2 separate regions of the Rattus norvegicus genome follow, and region 1 is linked to region 2. Evidence: chromatin contacts called from public Hi-C data. All regions are on one chromosome and are shown on one strand. The core of a region is the stretch at or near the end of the contact, and the rest is flanking DNA. Distances in the headings are between cores, read along the strand shown.

Region 1 (4,344 bases), core at 1,399-3,898, 66 kb after region 2:
TCTCCAGCCTCCTCTAGTTTTTTTTTTTTTTTTTTTTTTTTTTTTTTTTTTTTGAGCTGGGGACCGAACCCAGGGCCTTGTGCTTCCAAGGCAAGCGCTCTACCATTGAGCTAAATCCCCAACCCCCCCCCTCTAGTTTCTTAATAACTGCTGAAGAAGGCCAGTTGCTCACTCCTTCCCTGTTCCCCACTATTTCTTCCCCAGCGTGGCCGTGAGGGCAGATAAAGGGCACGATGTCATTCATGTTGCTGTCACTCTTGACCCTGGTTGGTCACCGTGGTCTTTTCTGGATGCTGTTCTGATGCTGGCCCAGGTGTGAGCTTTTGACAATCTGTGTGGAAGAGAGACAAGGTAAGGGTTGGATTCCTGACCCCAGTCCTCCACTTCACATTCTCCAAACTCCTGCAGTGTCTCAAGGGTCCCCCCTTTCCAGTAGGATCTGTTTCTGCCCTTAAATCGGTGTGACTTTCTGCAGCTACCAGCTCTCTAGCTTCCTGCACATGGGCGTTTTGGCCACAGCTACCTCTCCCTGCTCAGGACCCGATGAACACATTTCTCTCCGGTGAGGCAGGGACAGCCTGGTGGGAGTTCACTTCTGCCTCTTGAAGGCACAGTGTCTGCAGGTCAGTCCATGGAGGTACTAGCTACTTGCCCAGGGCATCAACACCTGAGACGAGGTGGGAATTAGCTCTGGTCCTTGGCTGCATGGGAAAGCAGCCCCTCAAACATTTTAAATTACCTGAGCAGGAGATGTGAAACATTGTTGCTTGTGGAAATACATTTTGTTTCTGTTTGCATGTGGTTCGCAAGCACCAGGCAATGAGATAGCTCACCAGCTGAGGCCACTTGTCACTGTCCTGGTGATTTGAGTTGAATCTCCAAGACCCACGTGGTGGAGGAAGAAAAGCAACTCCCACAAGTTATCCTTTGACCTTCACATGTGTGCTATGGAATGTGCATGCCCCGCACCCACCCGTTCCCGAGCCACTAAATATAATATAAATTAGTATATCCTAAATGTTTCATTTTAACCTTCTTGTGTGTACCAGGTGGAGCCCTGAGCTCCACCCATAGCCCCTGTTTGAGTCATTTTTTCCTACATACGGGTTGCTAACTTCTCCCTTTGATCACCCCTCTCAGTGCCTGACAATGTCTTTCTGATGTGAGTCTCTAACTGCTCCGTTTAGGTACTCTGTGGATCTTGGATAAGTGGATTCAAACAATGTATGTCCTTTATGTCTGGCTTATCTCATTGAACACGTCTTCCAGGGCCACCCTTATCGCAGTGTGGGTCATCACTGCCATCCTTTTGGGGCTGTATAATATTCCACTGTCTATATATACCCAACTTAAAATCGTTTATTGTGTTTTGTGTAGACATAAGTAATTGTGTCTGTGTGTGTGCAGGTACACGTGCCCCACAGTGTACAAGTGGAGGTTAAAGGACAATGTCTGGAAGTTTGTTCTCTTCTGCCATGAGGGTCCGAGGGACTAAGCTTAGGTTGTAAGCTTGGTTGTAAGCACCCTGACATGCTGAGCCATCTCACAGGCCCACAGCCTACACTGGGCTCACGTGTCCATCCATTGTCAGCTCATTGCTTTATTTATCCTTCCTTGTTCTTTCTCAGTTTTATATTTTGAAGTCAGGACCTTGTGATTGCCTGGGAACTCTTTAATTGTGTTTTATATAAATTGGCTTTTAAAGTGTCCCTAAGAATGTAAGCAATGGGGGTTGGGGATTTAGCTCAGTGGTAGAGCGCTTGCCTAGCAAGCACAAGGCCCTGGGTTCGGTCCTCAGCTCTGAAAAAACAAAAACAACAACAACAAAACAAACAAACAAACAAAAACAAATAAAGAATGTAAGCAATGGATCCACTTTGACTGAGGAAATAGCACTCCCTCGACCAAGAGCACATGCCTAACAGACAGAAGGCCCGGGTTTCCATCCACCGGACCATTTGAAAAGCAAGCCCCTAACTGGGTAGGCTACACAGAGAAACCCTGTGTCAAAAACCAAACCAAAAACAGCACAACAAACAAACAACAAAGAAAACAAAACTCTTACTAGTTATGCTCTGTAATTTTGTTTGCTTTTTTGTTTGTTTGTTTGTTTGTTTGTTTTTAAGAAAGGGTTTCTCTGTGTAGTCCTGGCTGTCCTGGAACTCTCTCTGTAGATCAGGCTGTCCTCAAACTCAGAGATCTGCCTACCTCTGTCTCCTGAGTGCTGGGATTAAAGGTGCATACTTTTCCTTCTTTCTTTCTTTCTTTCTTTCTTTCTTTCTTTCTTTCTTTCTTTCTTTTGAGTGTGTGTGTATGTGTGTGTGTTTTTAGAGAGAGATAGAGATAGAGATAGAGATAGAGAGAGAGAGAGAGAGAGAGAGAGAGAGAGAGAGAGAGAGACTTGAGTTCGTAGAGGACAATTTATGGGAGTTGGGTTTTTTCCTACCATGTGGGTCCCAGGGACCAAACTCAGGTCATCAGGCTTGACCACAGTCCCCTTCATCAAAAGCCAGGTTCTCTTGTCTTGGCAGCCTTAGACTCACAAGTAAATCAAGAGGAAGGTAGTGAGCCCTCCTCAGTTCCCATCACCTATACACACATCAGAACCTCTTTCCTTTCACCACCTTGTATATATCACATGTGTGTGTAGATTTTTAGCTTACAGCCCTCGGGTCACTGCTACACAAATGGTGTCAAAAGACACCCCAGAACCTTGAACCTGTGTTTTTCAGCCCTGTTTAGGAAATAGAATCCCACTCCCAGTGTCGTGTGCCCCCGACTCCTGTGCCCCGGCAGCTTACAAGCCTGGTGCCTTCCTAGATCAGGAGTTGGGGAGGGAGGAGCCTGCAGCCACTTCCCAGTCTCTGCTGCCCCCTGGTGGCGTTATCGGTAACAGTCTAGCACATCAGGTAGTGTCCAGTGCTGGTGGTGGTGTGAGGTACCCGGGGACACTGGAGGGCTCCACCCTTCTTTTCCTGCTCCTTCTTTTCCTGGATACTCTCTACACAGCTCCGTGTTGACTTTAGCAGGGAGAAATCACAGCACGAGACTGCAACAAACGGAGACACGGCACCCTTGCCTTGGTTTCCCCGACTTGACCACCGTGCCTTTGGATGTGGTCCTGAGAATGCTGTGGTTTGTTTAGTCACGGGGTCCTGTAGTCTCATCATTCCTGCCACCTATGCCTGGGTTGTTCTCTGCCAAGGGAGCCCCTCCCCACTTGATGCCATCTGTCTCCAGAAGCATCTTCAGTTGGGATAGATATGTCTCCAGACAGGGAGATGTCCCTAGGCATAGAGCTGACATGGTCTGCCCATTTCATTTAACTGCAGATAAACAGCTCATGGCTTTTTGTGTCACTGTGTCCCAAAGATCAGGTGTTTTTACTTACTTGGCTCTAGGAAGCTTACCTAGGGGTCACAGTCACCCTGACTGACAGCCAGTGCCCTGGTGAGTTTTGGGTGCCTGTTTAGATAAGAATGTGTACCAGACCGGTGCAGAGACCACAGACAGGGAAGTGAAAGTTAGGGCAGAACTTGGTGGGGCCTGGAGGGGGTGAGGCACTGCCTCAAGATGCTGTGTGGTACTGCCCAGCAGTGGAGAAAGCGTACCATTTAGTCTAAATGTCCTGTGGTAACAGCTTTTAGGGTTAGACTGGGAAAGGGAGACCTCCAATTATTTTAGCACTCGGGGGTGCTGCTGGATTCCAGACAGTTTGGGGCTCATCACAACCAAGGCTATAATTCCCCTCTGTTTTTCCCTAGAGAGGACCCATGACCTGAGGGCCACTAGTCCATATTCAAGAGGTAGAAAGAGGCCCAGAGAGGGGCAGCCACTGGCTGAGAGTTGCACAGCTGACAGGGTAGTGAGGCAGAACTGAGCTTCAGGCTTTCAGGCTAGGATCTTCCCCTGGGGCAGAGCTCAGGAGAATTCATTTCTGAAAAGTTCTCTGGGAGTCTCCAGAATTTTCCAAAGTATCCTGAAAGCAAGAAGCAGACTAACATGGAGTCCTCCCAAGTCAAGACACGCTCAGTACTGTTCTGTGAGTGGCATGACCCCCTTCTCAGCCTCTCCTAGGATGGCAGTGTCGGTCTCTGTCTGATGGAGAGAGGCAGTGCGGGGTGATATGGGAATGTGGAACCTTGTCAGTTCCCAGTTCCTGGTTAGCAATTCTTTCTGTGTTTCATTGCCTGATATCTACCCTGACAGAGAGTAGGGCACAGTAGAAAGACCTGTGTGGCCAAAGACCTGGAGGCTAAAGGAACAAGGCCCCTTCAAACAGGCAGAGCCCTGAGGGGTTGGTTGATGAGGTATATGAAGTGGTAGAAAGATAGGATGGAGGTG
Region 2 (4,598 bases), core at 1,326-3,825:
TTGGAGGCTGCAGCAGGCAGCAGAGCTGTCGTCCCCCCCTCCCTCTTCCCCAATCCTAGGGAAGAGCGTTTCCAGTACATTCCGAGCCACACCTCCTGGTGAGGGACACCCACCTGATGACAGCTAGTCTCCTGTGGAAGAGCTAAGAGGCTCCACACTCTCAGGCTCGGGAACCCCAGTGTCTTGTGCCTGCTCCTACCGCAGGAACAGTTTCCAGAGAGATGGCTGGTGTTGCCCAGGTAACGTCCCTTCCCTGACAAGCAGAGAGGGTGAGGACAGCCGTGGAGTTGACTGGCTCTGCCAGAGGGGAAACAGGAGACTCTGCCTGCTGGTTCTGTTTATTGTTGGCTGGTTCGGCTTTGCCACAGATGCTGGGAGCCTTTCTTAGTCTTGCCTGCTCTGGACCACTCCCTCCTAGGATTGGGTAGGTGATGTTATCCACAGTTGTGTAGTCAGGAAGTAGATGAGACGCCTCACGCCTGTCGTTTCGCGGGCAGCACAGCAAATCCTTGGTAGTAGTTATTCTTTTATTGCTGTGCAGATGAAGGACTACAAACAATAGACTAAATCCCAGGGCCCGTCTGCCCTTCTTTCCACAGTCTCCTCAGGGCTTACAGCGTAATACCGGGCGCGTTAGAGTAGAAGGCTTCACGTGGTCTTAGTTAGGTGCGTGGTGAGTACGTGGGCGGTAGGTGAGTGGCAGACGGGCAGTGAAGAGATGGGTGAAGGATGGATAAACCAGAAAGCGGATGGGTGAGGACCAGATGGATGATGAGTGGATAAACTCTTGGGTGAAAGACTGGTTAGATTAGTGGGTGGGAGATGGATTGGTGAATGAGTAGGGAAATGGGTGGATGAATATGGATGGGCGAGTAGAGGAATGGGTAGATAAATGGAGGTAAATGGGTGAGTAGATGGGAGACAGGAAGATGGGTGGATGGATGGATAGATGGATGGATGGATGGATGGATGGATGGATGGATGGGTGCATGAACAGCTGATGGTCAAGGACTAGAGAGATGGCTCAGTGGTTAAGAGCACCAGATGTTCTTCCAAAGGACCTGGCTTCAAATCCTAGCACCCACATGGTAGCTCACAACTGTAGCTCCAGTTCCAGGGGATTCCCTCTCACATACAAACACAAGCATGCAGAACACCAAGGTACATGAAATAAGAATAAATACATATTTTTCTTTAAAAAAAAGAGCTGATGGTCAGGTGGATGGGGAGATGATAGAAACAGAACTGAGATTTGAAATGAAGTCTGCTTATTGAAAAACCCATATTCTTAACAGGTCATGCTGCTTGTGGCTTTGTCTGCCGCTGTCTTCCTAGGAAGGCATTTTATATATTTTAAAAGAGCTCGTTTGAGGTATAAGTTACATGTCATTAAAGTTTAGCCATCGTAAGTGTACTACTCGATGATTTTAGTAAACTTACAGGCTTGAGCAGCTGTTACCCCAGTCTGGTTTCAGGACATGGCTACCCCCCTAAAGATGCCCTTTGTGAATCCCCGCTTCCCCTTTGCAGCCCCAGCACTGGCTGCTTCACTTTCTGTCTGTAATTGGACTTTTTTTTCTAGGAATTTCACATAAAAGGAATCCTACAGTTTGTGCCTTATATCTGACTTCGGTCACGAGGCACAGTGGCACAAGATACGTTCACTCTTTTTTTTTCCCCCAGTACTTGGCTCTGCACATCCTGTTCAGCCATGAGCTCCTTCCTTGAAAGCGATTGACCTTGTCTTGGGGGAAACTCACGGATTTGCCTCTGTGAGACTTGGCTTTTCTTTTGGGAGCAGGGAGGGTGTTAAAAACAATTACTGAGCTATGCTGTGAATGCGCGCTTAGCATTTTTCTGTCAGACAGACAGAGCCACAGCTCAGTGGTAGGAACTCCTGCTGGGTTTGAGCCCCAGGACAAGAGGATGGGAAGGAGGGGCTGTTGAGTGATTTTGCTATGTAACGGTCCATTAAAAAAAAGATTAATTTATTTATTATACAAGTACACTGTAGCTGTCCTCAGACACACCAGAAGAGGACATCGGATCTCATTACAGATGGTTGCGAGCTACCGTGTGGTGGCTGGGAATTGAACTCAGGGCCTCTGGAAGAGCAGTGACTGCTCTTAACCACTGAGCCATCTCTCCAGCCCATAACTGTCCATTTTTAATCCCCACCCCCATCCCCACTCCCACCCCCCACCCAAGAGCAGTGCGCTAGGATTAGTTCAACCACATCCTCACCGACACTTAGTATTGTTTGTCTTTTCCATCCCAGCCATCCCAGAGGTATTTCTGTACCATTGAACTGTGTATTTCCAAAGTAGCTTGTAATGGAGAATCATCACTCCCACCCCCATCTTTGTTTGTTTTGCTTTTTTGTTTTTTGTTTTTGTTTTGTTTTTTGAAACACAGGCTCTGGTAGTTCAGGCTGGGTTTGAACTCTTACACATTCAAGGATGACCTTGAGTATATCCGCCCCGCCCCGCCCCGCCCCGCCCCGCCCCGCCCCGCCCTGCCCCATGTTGGCAGCTGTGAGCGTCTTTTCACGTGTCTTCTCCCAAACTGGGATCTGAGTCATGAGCCACGGCTTGGCACAGCACAGTTGATGAAGGGCCAGATGGCAGCTCTTTGGGGCTCTAAGAGCCCCACTCGCTCAAATTTCTGTTGCATGTTCTGTTTGCTTTGAATTTTACAACTCTTAGAAAACCCCCTTTTGGGGGATGGGGTGTCATTGTGTACAAACAGCCGGGTTTGAACACAGGCCGCATGTTGCTGGTCCCACACTATGTCATTATCAGATCTTCTAACATCAGTCATGTGTCCGGCCACAAGACAGCTCCAGGACCCCTGTCCCCTCTTCCCCAGCTCAGGTCAAGGACTCCAGTGGCCCATGAGGCACACATTGGACAGAAGCCACTCGTGGTTTCTGGCAGGACAGGCTCAATGGGAAGACTGTGTCACCTCCAGAGAGCTAGGATTCTAGAAGTGGCTTCATCTTAGCCCCATTGGTGACTCATTGCCTGCTGAGCTCTTCAGAGTTCCTGGGATGATGCTAACGTGTCACCTGGGGTGTGGCTAAGGACCTGGAACCCTGGATGTTCTGCCCCACCCAACTCCTCTCCTATGTCTCACCTGCTAGTCACTGGTGTCCAGCCCATGGGTTTATTCCTGGCCCTTACCTGCCACCGAGCGTCCTTGACACCACTGGTCCTGAGGGACATGACAGAAGGAGTGAGCCCTTTAGAGCTTCATGACTGCCTAGCTTTAGCCTGGTTATTTCCCCCTCCTGGCTGGGGCTGTGTTGTGCATCAAGATCCCAACAGTCCTGCAGCAGCTGCTGTGGCCACTCCACCCCACTCCTGGCACCATTTGCCTTTGCAGGCTGCTCACCATGGGCACCGTGGAGTAGTGTCCCGAATGCTTATGGCCTTGAGAACATCCTCAAGCCAGCTGTGAGGAGTCCTTGAGAAGTGACTTACTGCTGCCCACATAGATGGCACTGTCAGGTTTCCATAACATCAGGGTAGAAGGTGCTGCCTATTGGCTGCTCACCCATCTCATCCCCTGTACCCGACAAGGTCTTCAAGTTTTCGGTTTCTTTAAAATTTTTTTTCAATTTGTTTTTAATGTACAGAGATGAGCATAATCGGTTTGGCTGGGTAGATAGATGGTCTGGAATAATTTATTCAAGGTCACTTAGCCCAACTTAATGAAGCCTGTGTCCCCCACATGCCGGTAGGAACACGGGTGGCTCTTGTTCAACCCATGCCTCTAGATCAGACTGTGGCCGTTCAGAGCAGATGAAACAAGAGTGAGAACCCTGGCTGAACTTCCCCGGGTGACTCCAGTAGAGCTGTCGGAGAACTGTCTTGCCTTCAGATGGCCAACGAGAAGAGGGGTCTCCCCGTCTCTTCCTCACTCTGCCCGCTGTTTCTTTTCATTGATCTGCCAGTCAGATGTTACTTGAACTCAGTCCGGTGGCTGAGTGGCTGCTTGCAGGGTAGTCTAACCTTGGGCTAAGACTCCAGCACCCAGGGTTTTACAACAATGCTCAGAGCGCCTAGCAAACCATGTGCCTTCTCCTACCCGGTGTTAGGTGAATGTTAGCCCTTGTCACAGCCTTGGCGTCGTGTCTGAACACTGTCTCTGAAATCAGGTATCCTGGTTATACAATAGTCATCCCTCAGCGCCAAGGGGGCATGGGGGGGTGGGGATCAGTCAGTACCAAGGCCAGGTCACTGAAGACAAGGAACTGGTCTCTGAAGCTGGTTTGCGCAGGCACTGAAGATAGGTCCTGTTTGCCTCTAACTCCCTTCCTCTCTGTCTCAATGATAGTGGTTCTCAACCTTCCTAATGCTGCACCCCTTTTACTGTGGGGACCCCCAAACCCCTGCCCCCAGTCATAGAATTATTTCATTGCTACTGCCTAATTGTAATTTTGCTACTATTGTGAGTCCTAATGTAAACATCGGATTGCAGGATATCTGATATATGACCCCCTGTGAAAAGGTTTGTTTGACTCCCAAGGGGGGTGTGACCCACAGGTCAGTCAGAGTTTGGTGTCTCCCTTAGTTACTTTCCGTGTGTTTGAGACG

The links. Hi-C and Micro-C count contacts between places; a contact is called where the count stands out from the background.
Region 1: a Hi-C map of psoas muscle shows a contact between it and region 2, with 6 times the contacts expected there. The contact joins two enhancer-like sites. A contact is called at or near these places in 2 of 12 Hi-C or Micro-C datasets (hepatocytes and psoas muscle).

Annotation. Positions count from the first base shown.
Region 1 is chr19:62,428,448-62,432,791 of GRCr8, forward strand. No RefSeq gene overlaps it. Among named protein-coding and RNA genes, the nearest start is that of Plcg2, 26 kb to the right of the region's middle. Within about 2 kb of position 2,649, at least 5 of the 93 cell types and tissues checked have an H3K27ac peak or open chromatin away from gene starts, as enhancers often do.
Region 2 is chr19:62,362,181-62,366,778 of GRCr8, forward strand. All of the region lies in intron 3 of Cmip (c-Maf-inducing protein), which reads left to right. Among named protein-coding and RNA genes, the nearest start is that of Plcg2, 92 kb to the right of the region's middle. Within about 2 kb of position 2,576, at least 7 of the 93 cell types and tissues checked have an H3K27ac peak or open chromatin away from gene starts, as enhancers often do.